Linked DNA regions of Zea mays: region 2 is linked to region 1. The links are chromatin contacts, called in public Hi-C maps. All regions are on one chromosome and are shown on one strand. Each heading gives the region's core, a stretch centred on a gene start, on an enhancer-like site or on the middle of the called end of the contact. The rest is flanking DNA. Distances are from core to core; before and after follow the strand shown. Region 1 has its middle 83 kb from the start of LOC100277016. Region 2 holds the start of LOC100384176 (homolog of histone chaperone HIRA).

The links. Hi-C and Micro-C count contacts between places; a contact is called where the count stands out from the background.
Region 2: a Hi-C map of leaf shows a contact between it and region 1, with 5 times the contacts expected there. The contact joins the promoter of LOC100384176 here to the enhancer-like site in region 1. A contact is called at or near these places in 2 of 25 Hi-C or Micro-C datasets (both in leaf).

What each region holds. Positions count from the first base shown.
Region 1 is chr7:63,128,264-63,131,966 of Zm-B73-REFERENCE-NAM-5.0, reverse strand. No RefSeq gene overlaps it. Among protein-coding and RNA genes, the nearest start is that of LOC100277016, 83 kb to the left of the region's middle. Within about 2 kb of position 1,581, at least 4 of the 20 cell types and tissues checked have an H3K27ac peak or open chromatin away from gene starts, as enhancers often do. A contact at or near this core is called in leaf, where this site is marked.
Region 2 is chr7:63,333,835-63,337,537 of Zm-B73-REFERENCE-NAM-5.0, reverse strand. LOC100384176 (homolog of histone chaperone HIRA) reads left to right here and starts at 2,067. Exons shown (of 10, transcript NM_001362248.1): 1 at 2,067-2,476; 2 at 3,598-3,703. The coding sequence starts at 2,369.

The DNA of each region.
Region 1 (3,703 bases), core at 332-2,831:
CACAAAGTATGAGTCACTTTCGATAGGGATCTCGGGGAGTTGCTCAGAAATCTGGAGGCGGCCGTTAGAATAACAAAGTTGGTGGTGGAGCTCTTAGGGTACAACATAACCTTCGAGCCCAGGACAACAATCAAATCACAGGTGCTGGCTGATTTCATCGTAGACTGGACAGGGCCTTCGGAACTGCAGCAGGGTCATGCAGAAACAGTCTGGACAATCCACTGTGATGGAGCATGGTGTCACGCAAGCGTCGGTGCTGCAGCAACTATTACATCACCTGTCGGACTCAAATACAGATACACCGCACGTCTCAGCTTCGCACTTGAGTCAGATAAATGCACAAACAACATCGCCGAGTATGAAGCAGTCATTCTAGGACTCCGCAAACTGAGAGCCCTTGGCGTGACCACCTGCATCATCAAAACTGATTCCAAGGTCGTCGCCGACTAGATCGAAAAAGAGTACTCTTCCAAAGAGCATGTGCTAATGCAGTATCTTAACGCCATTTGAAGCTTCAAGAAACAATTCAAAGGTTTCACTCTACAACACATCAAGAGAAACAAGAACAAAGAGGCTGACACATTAGCCAAATCAGTAGCGAAGGGCGAACCCTTGCCTTCCGATGTACTTTATCACATAGTCGGCACACCAGCCGTAAGAAACCCTAAGGTCTGCAAATAACACAGGACGCCGACCGACATCAGATAGTCAATCTGATAATGGCTGAAGACTGGCGGGCTCCAATCACCCTATATCTTCAGGGCCACTACCACCCATTTGATCACAGCGAAGACAAAAGGCTAAAACACAGAAGCAGAGACTTCGCTGTAACACCCCAGGTGTTTATATTCCGCTCGACAACGAGTACGGATTTAAGCACGTGATATAAGTGAATAAGACGGACACTAAGGTCTAATTATTTTCGCCTATCGCGATTTTAATATCGCATCTGTTTTGTCTGTCGCGAGTGCGACGTCGTTTTTATTTTTATCTGTCTGGGCTCTTCCAAAATTTTCGTGTTGTTCGGAACATAGTCGTTCCGAAAATTGGTGCGTCCGATGATTATTTAAAATTCATCGCCGCGCGAATCCGAATTCGGAAGCGCGACCTCCTTTTACGCTTTTTATCCCGAACAAATGAATTTGAACTCGACGACTACGTCTTCAGAGTAAAATAATTTAATCCCCTTCTATCAAACACGACATCGCGTCTACAGATTTTTAATTAAATTGTTCTCTAACCAAGTGTTCGAATAGCGGACGGAATTTGTCTAAAATCAACTGAATCAGATGTAGATTATCGAAGACGAAATCAGTCCTTTTCGGGCTATCGTTTCTCGCCCGGATCCAATTTTTCGAATATAAGTAATTGGTAAATAAGTTGGCTCGCTGAATTCAGAGAATGAAATGTGAATTCGTGTAGCGTGCAGACCCAATATGCATCGTTAAAAATCGTGATTCAAACAAATATCTGCAAATTTCTTTATTTAAAAAAAACACAGAAAATTCTAAAGAAATTCCCAACCCGTTCCTATCCCTTGCTGCCGTGGCTGGGGATTTTCCCTTCGAGCTCATCCCCTACGCCACTCAAGCGAAAAATCCCGCCGCCCCCTGTTCCGTTTTATCACGCGCGCAGTCTTCTGCACTGCGCCCAGCTTCTTCTTCCAGCTCGTGAATCCCTGCTCGCCGCGCGCCCCTCTCATCTTCCTCCCTCTGCTCGGCTTCCGGCTCGCGGGTCTCCCTCCCCAGCCCCCTGGGCGCGCGCCTAGCAGCTGCTCTCTGAGCTCGCGCGCCCCTGGTCCGAGCTTCCTGCTGTGCTCGTCCGGCACCCTGCTCGCCATTGCAGCTCGCGCCCAAGCTCTCCGTGCTCGCGCCTCCGGCCATCTGCAGCTCGCCGGAGCTTCCTGTTCGGCCGCGCCTCTGCTCGCCGTGGAGCTTCATTTCTCCAGTCGTCGCCCCCCACCCCCCCGTTTCCCCTGCTCGATCAGCGCCCATCTCCATGGCTGCTGCGTCAAGTTCCGAGCTCGCGCCCATGCCGCGCGCTCCTCTCCTGCTATTCCTACGGCGCCCAGTTCCAGTGCAGCGGTCTCCCAGCTTCCTGTGCCCGACCGTCCGCTTCCCATGACCGGTGCTCGGCCCTAGCTCGATTTGGTCTTCAGCTTTCCGCACGCGCGGATCCGCCGTCACGTCTTGCTCTCTGGTGGTCGAGCTCGCCCAGCTCGCCTCCTGTCTTCAACCATGTCGGCCTCCCTGGATTGTTCACAAACTCCGCCACTCGATGCCGCGTCTCCAGCACCAGCGTCCCTGCTCCCTGTTCCTCCATGGCTGCGTCGCGTGTGGTCCGTTGTTCCTGCGCGTGCTGCCGCGAAGCTCCCTGTTCAGTTCTCCTCCGTTGTGTTGTCGTGCGCGCGAAACTGCTTGCAGTCGACATCGAGTCCGTAACGCGCGTGCTGGACACGGTGAAACGCTGCGTGTGTTTGTGTCCGAGCCCGCCCGACTGTGACCTCGCTTTGCTTCTCGTGTCGCTGCGTGCCCTGCTCCACTGTGTCGATCCGTCCATCTCCCTGAGTCCGTGCGCGCGCAGCTTCCTCAAGTCGTTGTGTGCCCAGCTCGCTCCAGCTCGCCGGTCAAGCTTCTCCCTCACGCTCGGATCCGACCGTTAACGCCCAGTCATGTGTTCTTTTTCCCAGCTCGGATCTCGTCAGCCACCATTCTCTAACCCGTGTGTCGGTCGGCGTCGTGGAGTTTTGGTTTGATCGGCTCGTCGTTGACCTCGTCGGTGTCGTCGAACCGTGTTCTTCCCTACTTGATCTCGTCGAACCCTGAATCCCGGACGTTATGCAGAAATAAGCGAGGTCCCTGTGCATCGCTTATCAAGTGCTCGGTCGAAGACTTCAATCGAAGGTCGTCGTCGTTCCGCGCGTCATCAAGAAATCCCAAGAATCGGGTGAAGACGAAGCTAGCAGCGTGGTGTTCACCAAGTGCTCGACAAAAGCTCGAACAAGCCGTTGATCGTCATCCTCGTCTACGCCAAGCTCTGAGAAGATTAGGCGCAGATGAAAATAAATCAGTACGCGACCGAAAAATTCTAGATGCGGACAAAGAAGAAGCGTGATTCGACGCAGCACTCACCCTATTTCCGGTGAAATGCTGAGCCGAAAGGCGTCGTCGATTTCGTGGTTTCAAGTCGGATATCATAAGGGTAAGTTGATTCGTATTCCAGTCAACTAAGTCTATAAATAGATTAAATATAATTATTGGTCTCAATAAATATTATTAATTTAGCATGCGTATATTGTGATGATCGATTTAGATGAATAGGTAAATCAAGTAATTAAGATACACAGTTTAAATAGTTAATAAAAAGCTAGGAATAAAAATAGATGTTTTAGTGTCATTATGTCAATTTGGTTAATGGATGTAGTCGATGCCCTGCTGTGATATCCATGATGCTTAATGTTTGGTTTTAAGTGTTTCATCCTTTTTAGTGTAGGTTATCTATATTATACTCGTTATACATGGACTCATACATGTGCATCGTGCATCTCATGAGGTACAATAAATAATCGCGTGATGCGGAAAACGACCCAAGTCGACCCCAAGCGCAGGCTACTCCGTATGATGATGCTGGTAGACGAACCTGCCCGATCAAGTGCTAGGACAAGGATGATCGTCAAGTGGACGTCACCTAACAACACTAACCT
Region 2 (3,703 bases), core at 818-3,317, 210 kb before region 1:
ATGGATGAGGATACAGGGAGGGGGGGGTAGAAATCGGTTTATATGGCCCACGGAAGAGGGAATCTCGGCCAGGTAATTCACAGCTGGCCGCAACAACCTCGCGGTGGGTACGACTGCGAGTTTGTTTCGATCCGAAGGGAGGAGAAGCTCCTGTTCTGAGGGGTCCACTTGTCTGCGGTCGTAGGAACCTGAGCGTGGCACATTGATCACTGACCCGAGCGGCCGACGTGTCAGCGACTTGTAGTTAGGGATGTGTACCCGGTGAAGAAAAGAAAAGGAGAGCGGGAGAGCGGACCGACTCGTGGAAATTGGCTCAGGTAGCAGGTTACCCTTTTCCCTTTTTATTTTCTATTTTCTATTTCTTATTTCTATTTCAAGATTTTCAGGTTTTCACTTCAAATCTAAATCTCGGTTTGAAGTCCAAAGTTCATATTAAATGCAAAAGCATAAATCCAGCATGATGCAAAGTATATTTTTGTTATCATTATTATGTTATTATTATTAAAAAATTATTCATAATCACTACTCTTCTTAAACAAATAATATGCATAAATAGGGAATTAAATGATCAGGAATTCCACCATATATATTATTTAAGAAAATAGTTTAAGTGCATATTCAAAACTGAATATTTACTATTTATTTAACTTTAGTAAACAAGTTTCATTTCATAATTTTATTAAAAGACACTTTAAAGTATAAATTTCTAAAGAATTTTACTAGGTCCCAAAATTAGGATTTTTAGGGTGTTACACGGTCGTTCACATGCTCTCATTGACTTTGGAGCGCTTAGCTTTTGAAGCTTCGTGTGTATCGAATCATTTCTCTTTAACTTTGAAGCGTTTATGGTCTGTTTGATTCGCGGCTAATTGTAACATACTTTGTCTAAAGTTAGTCGTCCGAATTTAAAAACTAACCTTAGACAAAAAGTTAGGTAAAATATGTTAAGTTAGGCAACGAACCAAATATAATATTATGACTTAGCCTTTGAAGCTTCCTATGTATCGAATCATTATTGGGTTGGACTGCGTGCTTGGACCGCTCCAGCATAGCATCACGATCAGATGTTGAAATTGAAAGAGGCCCAACATGGAACAAGGTCCAGTACAACCTTCTCCGCTTTCAGATTGCATTTCTGTTTTGGCTGCCACCATCAATGAAGAAATTAGCTGCAGTTGCTAGCTGCCTAATTCAATCTAACGGTGCGTTTGGATACCTTCATTTTAGAGGAATTGGAATTCACTCAATAAAATAACTTATTTAGTTTGAATTTTGACATTCCACCACTTTCCAAAGTTCAGATATAAGCCTATCTCAAATTCATGTGGTGGAGGGTTAGAAATGATTTTATGCATTAGTAGAATTTGTTTCTACCCTGTAACTTACATGACACTCTTCGTCTCACTCCTCTATAGTAAAAATGTAGCACATAAATATCTCCGACATCTTGTTAATAATAGTATACAAATATATTTTACATAAAATCGAATGAGCTTAATTGATATATGCCTAAATTACTATTATTTGAATGAAATTCAATTCCAATGATTCAAACGGGGCGTAAGAGATTTTATTTTGTCTTATCGTTTGTTTTCCTTTCCGTATCCATGCATTGCGCCGTATTTATTTTTAACACGTATATACAGTATATGCCTGATAATCTTTTGATATTGCTTTTGCTAGCACCGAATTTCTGTGTCAGCTACCTTTCAATTTCTTTCGTGTGAACAATCTATCTGACGGTGCCAGTTGCTGTGGTATGGGTATAAAAAAATACAGAAACCAACAAACAGTACACGTGCTCTGTTACAATGTATACATGTATTGTTGTTTGTTACTGCCATCCAATGTTCCTTCTCAAAAGTACTAATCGTAAAGCATGCAGCTTCATTGTAAAGGTATACGATTTATAAGAGAGAAAAAAGGACAAAAAAGTAAATTAAATTGTCGACACATCTCTGCCTTTCCTTCACAAGTGCACACTTTCCAATTCAGTTCAATTTTCATTCGAATTCGTTTTCGTTTTTCGTTCTTTTTTGTTTTTCCCCATTCTCACACGAACAAGACGAACACGTTCGTCCCCATCGCCGTGTTCTTCGCGCCGCCGCTGCCCACCGATCGAATCCGCCCGCCGCCTCCCAGTAACCTCCGGATCCCTACTCCTCCAAGCTTCTGTACATCTCATCCTATTCGATTTGTCTCTCGATTGCCATCATCAGTCGCAACCCAGATATGAGTTTCACTACCAAATTCTAGGGTTTGGGGCATATGGCCTCGTGGGTTTGGGAGTGTGATCGACGGGCAGTGTAATTTAATAATTAGCTAGGATGTCAAGAGATGATCACGTTGAAATCTAAGTCTTGAAGAGATGATTGCGGAGAAGCCAAACTGGATTCGTCACGAGGGCCTACAGATCTTCTCCATCGACATCCAGCCCGGCGGCCTCCGCTTCGCCACTGGCGGCGGCGACCAGAAGGTATTATGTGTTGTTTGTTTTTCCTTTACTTGCTTCTAGTTTAGTCCGAGGCTCCGAGCTCAGCGCTGTATTTTTCCCTTTCTCTTTTATCTTCTCCATTGATATTTTTTCCTGCTGGCTTGCCTTGTCCTCTTTCTCAGTACTATAATAGGTTAATATTTGCGTGCTAATTGTGCTTCAGTGATATCCCGAGTTGAAAGTATTTGGAGGTTAAGGATTGCAAGTAGGCAGGGGTGGACTTGGTGCCAGGTGACCCCAGCTGGCTGGGCTCCTCAGCAAACACGCAATATTGAAACAGATTTTTTTATAGCAAACATTCATCATAGTAGATTTGCCTAAGCTCTAGAACTCTCTTGAGTTCACCACTGCTAGTAGTTTATGAGCATTTGTTTGCATTCTTGGGTCCAGCTTGTTCGGTTAAGGTATTATTTTGGGTGTACTGGCTACCTATTGGGTGTGTGTGTGGGAGGGGGGGGGGGGGGGGGGTACTCCATCCAGGCATATTTTGTTTAGTTCTAACAATTCTCTGCTCGTACATAACCTTGTAATTAGTGAGTATATCCGATGCAATTAGTGACTAGATTTTCAACCGGGAAATATTGTGCGGTCACTACTCATCCTCCCAAATTTTAATCTCATAGGTTTCACTTTGTTGTTTTTAGTCCATATTAGCTAGCATGTTGCATTATAATTAAATAGCTTATTGAGTGTTCGTCAAACATAAGGTTTTGCATTGATATGATTCTTAATCAGAATATTGGTAATTTCATTGTTGGGTTATAATAAAAAATTTAAAGATTTAGTTGGTTGTGATTTCTTGTCATGTTAACGCATATTTGTTTGTAACTCGTTATGTTACACTGAGGTGTGACCAGTGTTTCATATTTTCCTTTCATCATTCATATGTGATCTAAAGGGTAGGCCTAGTGCAGTGGTGAGAGCCGTCTCACTAAGTCAGGCCGTGGCTTCGAAGCAGCTTCTCCGCATGTGTGGGGGAGACTTGCCTCGGGTTATTCCTTCCCAAACCCCACTCATGTGGGAGCCTCGACACTGGTTTACCCTTTTTTCATTCATAATTGATCTCCTTTAAGGCCCTTTTATTTTCTGCGGTGTTGCAATAGGTTCGAATATGGAGCATGAAATCTGTGGACAAGAATAATAATCACAATGATTCCAGCCAAGGGTTGCTAGCTACAATGCGTGACCATTTTGGATCGGTAAACTGTG